2 separate regions of the Sus scrofa genome follow, and region 1 is linked to region 2. Evidence: chromatin contacts called from public Hi-C data. All regions are on one chromosome and are shown on one strand. The core of a region is the stretch at or near the end of the contact, and the rest is flanking DNA. Distances in the headings are between cores, read along the strand shown. Region 1 holds the start of ZNHIT3 (zinc finger HIT domain-containing protein 3). Region 2 holds the start of LOC110256036.

The links. Hi-C and Micro-C count contacts between places; a contact is called where the count stands out from the background.
Region 1: a Hi-C map of liver shows a contact between it and region 2, with 2.6 times the contacts expected there. The contact joins the promoter of ZNHIT3 here to the promoter of LOC110256036 in region 2. A contact is called at or near these places in 2 of 47 Hi-C or Micro-C datasets (embryonic fibroblasts and liver).

Annotation. Positions count from the first base shown.
Region 1 is chr12:38,009,204-38,015,473 of Sscrofa11.1, reverse strand. ZNHIT3 (zinc finger HIT domain-containing protein 3) reads right to left here and starts at 1,543. Exons shown (of 6, transcript XR_306538.3): 1 at 1,380-1,543; 2 at 1,249-1,280.
Region 2 is chr12:37,954,334-37,960,448 of Sscrofa11.1, reverse strand. LOC110256036 reads left to right here and starts at 1,736. Exons shown (of 2, transcript XM_021067307.1): 1 at 1,736-2,554; 2 at 4,116-4,468. The coding sequence starts at 1,974. The coding sequence ends at 4,269. The region is part of intron 1 of LOC110256037 (a long non-coding RNA gene); the gene reads right to left.

The DNA.
Region 1 (6,270 bases), core at 294-2,793, 55 kb before region 2:
ACCTATAATGCAGAAGAACTGAAGAAGCGTATTTTTTTTCACATATACATTTATGTATGTATAACAATTACTTTGCTGTACATTTATTTATGTATGTATGTATGTATGGAGGGTCCCAGCCTAGGGGTTGAATTGGAGCTACAGCTGCCGGCCTATGCCACAGCCACAGCAACACAGGATCCAAGCCGCGTCTGCAACCTACACTACAGCTCATGGCAACACCAGATCCTTAACCCACTGAACAAGGCCAGGGATCGAACCTGCAACCTCATGGTTCCTAGTCAGATTCATTTTCGCTGTGCCACGACAGGAACTCCACATTGTACATTTAAAACACTGTAAATCAACTATACTTCAATTTTTTTAAAAAAAGAACCACTGCCAGAAACACAGGAGTTTTCTCCAAAGGAGTGAACTGCTGAAATGTGCATTTCAGAAAAATTACCCAGGAAGCAGCCAGACCACAGATTTAAGAGCTCCTGATTGCCCTGTGTTCTTGGAGGAGCCTCACTGGGCTCCTGGACCAGAGGGGAGCATTCCAGACCCAGCCAGCCCCTCAACTGTATTTCAGCAAAGCAATTCTTCTTTCCTATCTTCAGCTGAAAGGTTCGTTTTGAAAATGCTCCAGAGATATTAGGGTTAAAAAAACAAAGCAGGGATGGGGAGGGGAAGGGTGGTGTCCGAAACACACAGCTGTAAACCAGAGACTGGAGGGGATGAAGCTAGGGGCAAATCACCAATGAGGAAGTTTTAACAGAAAAGTCACCGAGAAAGAGATCGTGGGAAAGGGTTCCCGAGGACTGAGAAGAGGCGCCGGATTGAAGAGATTTAAAATGTATACTTGATAACACTGAAGCCAAAAATATTGCTCCTTATTGTAAACTGGTCTACTTCAACGATTCTATCAAGATATTATTTACACGAAAGAAAATGTCATTAACCTTAGCCAGCTTCTGATAAACGGTGCGGAGCTGTGTCAGAACCCTAAGCTAGGACATACTTTTGTGGCAAAAGCAGTCGACTATTTTTAAAAGAGGATGGTACGGAGAAGGAAAGTCAGGGCAGAGGAAAGGATTTTGACTGCTCAAAATTTGAAGAGGCATTCACAGGCAGAGGTATACCCCGCCCCGGGGCGGGGTCTCCCAGGTTCGAGAGTTGCGAGTCCGGGAATGGGGCCCCGGGAGCCCAAGTCCCCGAGACAGCTGCGGAACGTGGAGGCGGCCACACACGAGGGAGCGGGGCGCTTACCTTTGTGCTTCCGGAAACAGATCACGGAACAGCTGTGAAAACAAAGCAACAGGCCACGTTAGCCCTGAAGGCCGCGCGGATCCTCCTCCGCCCGCAGCCGGTCCCCCAGGCTCATGACCCTCGGAACTCACTAGGGCACACGGCAGACGGGGCAACGGTACTTAGGCTTCTCCAAACAGATAACGCAGACAGCGGTTCTGCAATTGAGCGACGCCATGGTCTCTCCCGGAAACCTCTCCTTTCGCGGCGCGCCGGCTTCTCGCGCGGTCCCAAGTCCACGCCCTTCCTTCCGTTTCCTTAACCAGGACCAATCAGCGCGCAGCACTTACTGGCAGTCAAAAGCAGTGGATTGATCCTGCTCATTGTTCCAGGCATGAGAAGTTGAAAGTCGATGCACTCGACGCGCGCCCTGTAAGCTCTGGGAAGGTTTTCCTTGATTAGGTCATGTCGTCAAATAACTTGTTATGTAGCCTTGACCCTGTCCCTACGCGGCCGCGGAACTCGGAGCAAATCATGGTCACTCTCTACTTGAATAAATAAATAAATCTACTTTAAATAAATCTACTTAAATAAATAAATAAATAATATACGTGGGACTAATTGTCCCTTATCTTCTGGCTTAGACTTTCTCGATCTTGCACAGGTATTAGGTTCTCCCCACACATCTCATTTGCTTATCTTTAGCAAATGAGGAGTCCAAACCTGATTCAGATCATGTGACACACATGTGCCCTTCTCAGCCATTTTTCTCACAGAAAAGGAAGTTGAGGCTTGGCCAATGACAAATATTTATTGAGCTCCAATTGTGAGCACTTCACTGCCCCCAAGCGGGGCTGCGGACACCGTGGATTAGCAGCCACAGTCTCTGGAAGCTTAAGGCTTAGAGAGAAGGCAGGAAGGAGAATCCCTGGGTGGGACTGATTGGCCAGGGAACAAGTGAGTGGCCTCTGAGCCAAAGGTGGGGATCCTGGCCCAGACAGGTGAACTGTGGTGGGCTTTGAGTGACACCTCAGGCTTTAGAAGCAAAGTCACATTTTATTGGGAGCCCTGCTCCTCCTCAAAGCCCTGAGCATTGCCCAGCCTAACCAGGGTTTCACCCCACATGTGTGGTGCCCTCTTAGCGCCATAAGTCACCCCCCCCAAAGTCTCCCCCTTTCGTTGACCCATCAGCCCTAAGGATCTCAGTACTATACGCTCACACCACAGTCACAGTCTGCAGGGATGAATCTGCCACAAACAAGGTAGCCATTCAAATCTTAGCTCAAACCCCTCCCTGGCTATGTGACTTAGAGAGACTGGCTACCCGATCTCAGATCCCCCATCTGTTAGATGTTAAGGCTTACTTTCCTGAGCTGTCATGAGGCAGAGAGGAGACTGTAAAAAGGCTTTGTGATCTGAAGTGCTGCAAAGGTTATTTATGTGATATTGAGGGTCTGTATCTCTCCTGGACCTCTGGTCCTGACCCCATGTGAGCAGGTTCCAGGCCCCAAGTCCCTGGAGGCCAGGATCCTTGAGCTCAGGCCCCTCCAAAAGAGTTCAGCTGTCAGCCTCAGTGGGCCGTGCTGGGGTTGGGCTTGAGTGACTGAATATCCATCGCTCCTTTTGCTTTGCCAGATTGTCCCAAGAACGCTGTCCAGTCATCAGTGCTGAAGTGGTATTGGCCCCTCTGGCTGCCCACCTGCCCCAGCAGGCAGCTGCCCCTGCCTCCAGCCTCCAAATAGAACTTGGGCCAGGAGTTCCCCTGTGGCTCAGCAGGTTAAGGACCTGAGGTTGTCACTGCTACTGTGTTGCAGATTCAATCCCTACCTGGGAACTTCCAGATGCTGTGGGCAAGGACATAAAAAAAAGATAAAGAACTCAGGCCAAAATCCAGTGTTTCCACACTGACCAAAAAACCTGCAGGGTTCTTTTTATGGCTCAACAGTTGTGACCACTGCTGGTTTGAACCAGAAGTATTCCAGTATTCCAGTCCAGGCTTAATAGGGAAGGCCAGAGGTCAGTGACTTGTCCAGGCCACACTTGAATCCCATGCCCTGTCTGGCACCAGTACAAATTCTCCCATCATGGACATCACTTTGGCCACCCCAGACTTGTCCTGTGAGTTGTCTTTGGAGGCTAAGGACATGGAATTCTCCATGATTTTCAAAGGCTTAACTAGACTTCACCCACATCCATACCATGCTGACTTCCTACCTTTGGGTCCAGAGATGGTGACTCCAGCAAAAAGAAAATTCCTAGAGTTCCTCTCATGCACATTGCATTCAGTAAAAAATACTCCTTCTTCTTTCTATTCTGAGTGACCCCCAGCCTCCATGGACAGCCACACCCCTCCTGCTCCAAAGTCCAGAGAAAAATGTGGCTCTGCTGTGATGACAATGAGATTGGGGAAACCAAGAGGCAAAGGAAGCGTGGTACAGCTCCTCTAGGCAGTGACTAGTTCAAGGAAAGGCAGGTATGATTCCAGGCCCAGGAACTAGATGTCCACACTGGCATGGCCTGGCTCTCCCTGGACCCCCAACATACCCTCTTAGAGACTGTCTAAGGCTGCCTCATGCCTTCGCAGCGTCAGCCTGAGGCTTCAGGCCAGACCTGCAGAGAAGTGCAGTAATAATCAAGGCAGATTTGTTGCAGAGCTCTGCTGCCGGCAGGCGCTGTCCAGCACATTCGCGAAGGGCCAGACCGGCGCCCAACGCCAATGCCTGGTGATGTGCGTGGAGCCGCGGGCTCGGCGCCCGGCACCGCCAGAGGGCGCTCCAGGTCCAGATTGGCCCTGGCTCAGCACGCACCGGCCCTGGACTGGAGCACAGCTAGCTTCCGACTTTGCTTGAGAGGCAAAATTGCCTCACCACCCCCATGTAGGAAAGAGTAAGTCCGCACAGCGAACATCGCCAAGTGGCGGGAATGAGTGTCGAGAGCATGGGGCTGAGACAGGCGATCCGAGAGGCAGGAACGTCTCCTCCATGAAAGCAAGGCCCAAGTCAGGAGAGCTGAGGGCTCCAAAAGTGACTGGCTGTCCAGAGACAGTTCCCGTGGTGCCCGTTTCCCCGACTCGCGGCAATCCCTGGAATGGAGATCTAGCTGGAAGCTAGCCACCCCGCATCAGCCTGATGAAAGGGAGCTTTGGGGTACTACCTAGGGCGCACCCCTGCCCTGCCCTGCCCCTTCCTGGAGGTCATGATGAAGCGGGCAGATGGATCTAATTACGCCCCACTTGGGCTGTGTGTTGCCCTTATCTGAGGCCAGAGGTTGATAAGGTTGGGCTCTCTGTGCAGCCGTAATAAATCTCAGCTTCTTCCTGCAGCTCTGACACCTCTATCCCTTCAAGATGGCTACGACAGGTCTTTAGGGGACTGATAGGTTCCCAGAAGGATGGTGACAGACACCCCCCCAAACCCCCAATGTGGCTGTTCACCTTGGAAACCTGCTGCAGACATGGTTACAGTCTGGTGCAAGATATACACCCTCTCCCGGGAAAGAGATGCTCAAGCTGGGTGGCAAGAAACAATGGCCTATGGGACTCCACCCCTCCCCCCCTCCCTTGACCTCCCCTTCCTTCTTCTTCATTGTTCCTGCCATAAACTTGTGCCACAGATCTTTATAAGCCTAACATCTCCTCAAAGTCCGGGCTGGCATCATTTTGAGCTCAGCCCGTTCGTTTTGGACGCCTTAATAAATCTCTCTTGCTTTACTGACTTGGCCTTGCATGTTCCTCCCTCGGCAAATCTAAAAGAGACCCACTTCCAGATTCTCATCTGCTTCCCTCACTTTACCCTCTGGTGTAAGAGAAAGCTGTTCAGACATCAAAGGGTGTGAAGCTGCTGATGGGGCCTGAGCTTCTGGTGGAGTGGACCCAAGTCATATAGTAAAATGACATTCATTCCCCAACTCCAGACAATGACAGTCTGACCTTCCAGTTAGACTCCAAGGAGAACTGCCAAACAACAACAGAGAGAGAATAACTGCCTTATCTACAGCAGAACTGATGGGAGAGCACAGACCTTAAAATTCACTGTTGTTTCATGAATACACCCTACCACCCCCAACCTCACACTTTTCTTTTCTCACACCCCCTCCTGCTTGCAAATCCACATAGGTCTCCCTACACATAGAACTACAACAAAGAGAGAGCAAAGAAATTGGGACCTCCCAGCCAGATTCTCCAGAAACCTCCAAGGATCCCATGTGGAGTGGCAGTGGGGCTGGGGCTTGCACAAACCTCTTAACTCACCGCATGGCAGGTGCCAGGGAGGGGGACTTTTGCCCTCTACTTGTCTTGAGTTCTTGTGGCTGCACTAAGAATAAAACTGAACAAGACAGGAGAAAAAGAAACAAACAAACAAAATTCTCATTTTGTCTTTTTTAGAACTGCACCTGCAGCATATGGAAGTGCCCAGGCTAGGAGTCGAATCAGAGCTGTAGCTGCTGGCCAATGTCACAGCAACTCGGGATCCGAGACCATCTTTGACCTACACCATAATTCATGGCCAACATGGGATCCTTAACCCACTGAGCGAGGACAGGGATTGAATTCACATCCTCACATATCCCAGTCAGGTTCATTACCACTGAGCTCCAAAGAAACAAAGAAATAAAATTTAATTCATGTGCATGGAGATCCCATAGAAATGAGACCTAAAAAATGACCAAAGCAGGGAGTTCCCGTTGTGGCTCAGTGGTTAATGAATCCGACTAGGAACCATGAGGTTTTGGGTTTGATCTCTGGCCCTGCTCAGTGGGTTAAAGATCCAGCGTTGCCATGAGCTGTGGTGTAGGTCGCAGATATGGCTCAGATCCCTAGTTGCTGCGGCTGTGGTATAGGCTGGTGGCTACAGCTCCAATTAGACCCCTAGCCTGGGAACTTCTATATGCCGCGGGAGCAGCCCTAGAAAAGGCAAAAAGACAAAAAAAAAAAAAAAGAAAGAAAGAAAGAGAGAAAAAGACCAAAGCAGCCAACCATTTTTTATTTGTTTGTTTTTTGCTTTTTAGAGCCGCACCCGCGACATATGGAGGTTCCCAGGCTAG
Region 2 (6,115 bases), core at 487-2,986:
GTTGCACGGATGAGGATGCCGAGACCCAGAGAGGGGCTCTGGGGCCTGGCAGAACCTGGGGTCACTTCTCTGCACCTCCTCAGCTCCACGGCCAGCTTTCTCCTTTGACAGTCATCAGAGGGAGCCGACCTCTGACCCAGGGGCAGGGTGGGGTCCGCAGCCCCCTGTCCCACCCTGTCTCCACGTGCTGCTCTGTATCCCTGACGGACGGACGGTCCACTGGCCCCCTGTTTAGATTTGGCATCTGGGAGGTTGCCAGGGGCTAAAAATATTCCCCATGTGTTTAGATGATTCTTAGAAAATAAACTTCCCCATCTTGGCTCTCAGTTTGCACACTTGCTGGCCCTGCTTCCTGTGGCTCTGATCTGACAGTACAGGGGTGGGGGGGAAGGGAAGTGGGGGCGTTGGTGGGGGGAGAGCAGAAGGGCCTGTGAGGGCCCCAGAGTCGAGGGTGGTGGTGGTGGACGTGCACACGTGCACATGGAAGTATAAAGGCTTCTGTGTCACCCAGCTCCGGGGGGTGTCTGTACAGAGACTGCATTTTGAATGGCACCCCAGGGGCGTGTGACCCTGAGGCTCTGTGCCCCTATGTGGGTTGGGGCTGGTGGGAAGAGGCAGGGAAGCAGGTAATTTGGCAGGAATGGCGATGTGGCTTCTCTGCTGGGGGGGGGGGGGGGGGCTCATTTTACCCCCCTGCAAAATGGGCTAAGCTCGGCCCTTCTGGCAAACTGGGCCTCACTGTCCTCAGGCTCCTCCTGGTGACCTTGAGAGGAAGGCCAGGCCTGCGTCGGTGGGTGGGGCGCTGCTCCTGCACCTTTGCACCACACGAGGTCTAGTGGCTCTGTTTATTTATCTGAACAGGGACAAAGGCATTATCTCCTCCAGGGACCAAGGACATGTCCCGGCCGGTCTGCACCCAGGGAGGGGCTTCCTTTGGAGGGAGCGACAGGACAGACAAGTCACAAGCCAATTCCTTCCTCAGAGCCCTGCTCCCGCCTGAGGACTCAAATTCCAAGTGTTGGCTGCAGTATTATTTCCTCTGTGCCAGGGACTGAGGATTCAGGGAGCAAATCCCCATCGGTGTCTTTCCCCTAAGACTCTTTTTTTTTTTTTTTTTGTCTTTTTGCCTTTTCTAGGGCCACTCCCGTGGCACATGGAGGTTCCCAGGCCAGGGATCTAGCCAGAGCCACAGCAACGCTGGATCCTTAACCCACTGAGCAAGGCCAGGGATCGAACCTGCAACCTCATGGTTCCTAGTCAGATTCGTTAACCACTGCACCACGACGGGAACTTCATCCCCTAAGACTCCTGATGGGAGAGCAGACTCTTCAGGTACAGCAGGACCAGACCTAAAACACAGGCAGTGAGCTGGGGCCCCAGAGCCGCACAGACATGGATTTGAGTCCCTGTTCCCTACTGACTAGATAAGTGAGGGGACTTTGGTCATTTTTCTTTTCTTTTCCTTTTTTTTTCTTTTTAAAGGGCTAAACCCGCAGCATATGGAAGTTCCCAGGCTAGGGGTCAGATTGGAGCTGTAGCTGCCCGCCTACACCACAGCCACAACAACACGGGATCTCAGTGGATTAAGCATCCAGCCTTGCCGTGAGCTGTGGTGTAGGTCGCAGAGGCAGCTTGGATCTGGCATTGCTGTGGCTGTGGCACAGGCTGGCAGCTACAGCTCTGATTCGACCCTTAGCCTGGGAACCTCCATATGCCATGGGTGCAGCGCTCAAAAGCCAAAAAAAAAAAAAAAAAAAAAAAGTTGAAAACAATGGGTTCACGTCTGAGTCTGGGTGAAGGTCCCAGCTCATGGGCTCAAGTCACAATCTGAGTTGTGCAGTTTCCCTAGGAGAGGGAGGACTGAAGGATGCGTGGGGCCTACAGATGGGTATAGGGGTCTGGGTGTTCGCTTTCCTGCTGTGGGATGGACTGGGCTGGGGACAGGGGTCCCGTTTCACCGGCTGCTTTCGGGGATGGAGGTAGGGACTAGTGGGCGGAGGGTGGGAGCCAGAGGCGCCATTTGCTGGTTTGCCTCTGGGGTCAGTGGCCTGCGTGGTGGGGTTACAGAGATGCTCCTCCCTGGGGGAGACACACCCCCTCACGCACACCACGGGCCGTCTCCCTGCCAGACACGCAGGGACATCCCCCCCCAGCACTCCACCCATGCCCAGAACAGAACACCCAGCCAGATTTCCCAGTCTGACCTTTGCCCAGCGTGGCCTAGAATCACCCAGGCCATCAGGAGGAACCAAGGGGGCCAGTGGAAGCCCAGGCTGCCGTTTGTCTCCCATCCCTGCCTTGTTGGTGTGGGGGGGGTCTGGCTGGGTGTCTGCTTTCCTGCTGTGGGATGGACTGGGCTGGGGACGGGGTTCCCATGTCATCTTCCTTGGCCCTTCCCCTCCTTCTTCCCAAGTGGCTGGGATGTCTCACGGGCCCACGTCCCCCGCTCTCCAGCACAGGCTCCGTACCTGCTGATTGCCAGTGGGCCTCTCCTGTCCTGGATGTGCTGCAGGCTTCCCCCAGGACCTGGCCTGCACCCAGCTAGGGTTGCCAGGTACGTTTGCGTTGCGGCTAAACGGCGACTACATTTTCACACACACACACACAGAAGTGCATCCCTTCCAAGCTGCGCGCTTACAGTGAAAGATCATGTGTTGTTTATCTGAAACTGACATTGCACTGGGTGTCGTGTATTTGGTTTACCAGGTCTAATGACCCTAACCCGCACCCCACCTACCCCAGGGAGACAGGCCAAGGGAGAAGGGGGGACCAAAGAAGGGCCCAGAGGCTGAGACCACCACCCCTTCCCCCTCTGGCCATCCCCCCTCTCCCTCCAGCTGCCCACACCTTCCAGGAACTGCTAGCGGGCTGGTCAATGGGTTTCCCTCCAGAATAGATGATTCTGGTTTATCAGGCTCCCGGTGGGGAGGGCTGGCTTCCGAAGGGCGTTGGAACAGGCCCTTCTGCCCATGGATTTCCCCCCACTGTTTTCCAGGGACTTGGGAGAGGCTGGTGCCAAGGAAATCGCTTTATCTTCCTCTCCTGGTCTGGGCCCGAGCCCCCCTCCCTGAGGCTGGATGTGCCAGGGCTCCCTTCCTGCAGCCGGGCTCCCACCCATCATCCCAGCCACCTCGTGCGGAAGGGAGCCCTCAGGCAGCGCCTGGCTGCCGTCTCGGGGGTGCGGTCTGAAGGGGCGCGATGCCAGGGTTTTATTTACAAACTGAGAGACTCAAGAGGAGCGGGACCGTCAGGGCGGGAACGCCCGTCCAGCTCACAGCCTGGGGTGCAGGCAGAGAAGGATCTGGAGGCCGGTAGCTGGCCACATCCCCTGGGTTCACATTAGACACCTTTCCCCTTGTAACCTCCCAGATCTGTTTACCTTCGAGAACACTATTCCCAGGCCTCATCTGTTACGCAAGGCCCTGGTTTAAGTACTTTACACCTCGTCGCGTTTAATTCGGCTGGCGACCTTTAGAACTGTCAACTTCCACTGGAACAGCGGCTCCCGGACTGTGGGGATTTTCACATTTGGTTTCTTGCTTGCGGTGGACACAAGCTCAGAGTCCCCTGCAAGGATCGGCAGCAGCGGGTCCCAGCTCTGGGTGCTGCCAGAGTACAGACACCTTTAGCTGCTGGCCTCTCCAGGGAGAGGAAGCCCCTTTGCTCAAGGTCACACTCCTTTTCTCTTTTCTTATTTTTTAGGGTCGCATGTGTGGCATCTGGAAGTGCCCAGGCTAGGGGTCAAATTGGAGCTGCAGCTGCCAGCTTATGCCACCGCGAAAGCAACTTGGGAACCAAGCCGCGTCTGTGACCCACACCACAGCTCACAGCAATGCCGGATCCTTAACCCACTGAGGGAGGCCAGGGATCGAACCTGCATCCTCAAGGTTTGTTACTGCTGAACCACAATGGGAACTCCAAAGTCACACTCCTTTCTGCAGCCCCCCAGCCAAAGCCGGATCAACGGGGCAGGGAAGGGGGACTAAAGTATGGGCCCCATTTAGGGTAACCCCAAACGGCCGCTGCAGCTTCAGAGCTCACGGTGGCGCCCATGGAAGTTACCACCGCACTCATGTGGCTGCTCCACTTCTCATCCTTCTCAATCCTGCTTCCAGCAGCCCCCCTTCCACAGGTGCTGGACCTGGAGGCAACTCCTTAGTAAACATGCTGCCCACTGAACGCCATCGGCCCCCCAGGAAGCCACGCCTGGGGACTCAACTGTCCGGACAGCGCAGAGCACGAAGAAGACTCACAACCAATGCCTGCTAAGAAGAACTCTCTGGGGCAGGCACTGCCACGCCCCGCGCTGCACAAATAACAGGCTAATAAGACCAGCTTGCGTTTACTCAGGTGAAACTATTTGACATGCTCTCTCTTGGTCCTTCTGAGATGGGCAGGTTTGTTTGTTTGTTTTTTGGTTTCTTGTCCTTTTAAGGTTGCACCCGAGGCATATGGAGGTTCCCAGGCTAGGGGTTGAATCAGAGCTGTAGCTGCCATCCTACACCACAGCCACAGCCACGCCAGATCCGAGCCGCGTCTGCAACCTACACCACAGCCCATGGCAACATCAGATCCTTAACCCACTGAGCAAAGCCAGGGATTGAACTCGCAACCTCATGGTTCCTAGTTGGGTTCGTTTCCACTGCGCCATGACGGGAACTCCTGATGTGGGCATTTCTATATTCTGCACTCTCAGACAAAGAGATGAAAGACACGGGGACCCAGGGCTAGCAAGGAGAGTAGGATTTGGACCCAGAGAATCTGATGCTCAAACTACCCTCTTAGCAGCACTTGTGGAAGGAAACTGAGGCTTAGCCAGGGAAAGGAGCTCGCCCCTTGCCAGCCAGTGAGTCCTTGCTTGAACAGAGAGCTGCTGACCTGAAAATGCTTCTAGGGAGTCCTCTCTTAACAGTTTTGTTTTGTTTTGTCTTTCTAGGGCCACATCCGCAGCATCAGGAGGTTCCCAGGCTAGGGGTTGAATCAGAGCTACAGCTGCCAGCCTACGCCACAGCCACAGCAACGTGGGATCTGAGCCGCATCTGTGATCTACACTACAGCTCACCGCAACACTGGATCCCCAACCCACTGAGCGAGGCCAGGGATCAAACCTGCATGTTCATGGATACTAGTCAGTTTCAAAACCCGCCAAGCCATGGCGGGAAGTCCGTAGGGAGTCCTCTTTTAGAGGGAAGCTTGGATGTAGAAAGCACCGAGCCAATCGGACAGGTTGGGGACACGGGCCGTTCTAAGACTTGGAATGTGCTCCCTGGCCCTCCCCTGCCTGCCTGTGGCTTGTCTCATGAGGTCTACACAGCAGCCAAAACCCGGCTTCGAAGTGACTCCTCTGAGAAGCCTTCCCCAGCCTCTGCTCCCCACACCCTGACTTCACCCCCACCAAGATCCTGAAAGGGGACTGGAGGATCCCCTCTGAGCCAGAGGATGGAAGTGCCAGGGCAGGGCTGGCCGCACTGAGCAGGGCACGCAGCAGAATGAATAAAGGGCAGAATGATAGCACAGACTTAGCAGGCACTATTCCAGGGCTGGGACTAAATATTTACCTTGCCCATTGGGCAATCCTGAGAGATAAGCCTGGTTTTTCCGAGCTCTATTTATGCAGACTTTCCTTCAGGGACTGACACAATCAATCTGGTTTTGTTAGAGTTTGAACAGCTGTTTCCACATGTGAGGCCTGGGTGTACAAGGTGCTTGATCCTCTGCTTCCACTGGTCCCCCGAGCACCACGTGTCCCCTCCAGGGAGTCTGTTTTCCAGCCCTCGGGGCCCTAAGTCCCTTTGCCCCTCCGTCCTGCGGGCCTGCCCAGGCTCCAAGGGGCTGCAGGTCCAGGCAGGGTTTCAGGCTAGTTTCAGCTGTGGATTCACAGCCATCACAGGTTGAGTGACATCTGGGCGGCTTGGAGGGTGGTAGGACAGTCCCGCTGGGGTTGGCCGCCTGAGTGGCCCCCTGGGGGTGCCTCTCTTAAGGGAGAGGAGTTGGGCGTGACACGCTGGGCCCAAGTGAGATTCCAGAGTTGCAGAGGGCGGAGGGCTGCAGAGCTTTGTGTGGCTTCTCTCTCGCTCAGCCTCTGGGATTCATGTCGGGGTCATAAGGGGAGTGG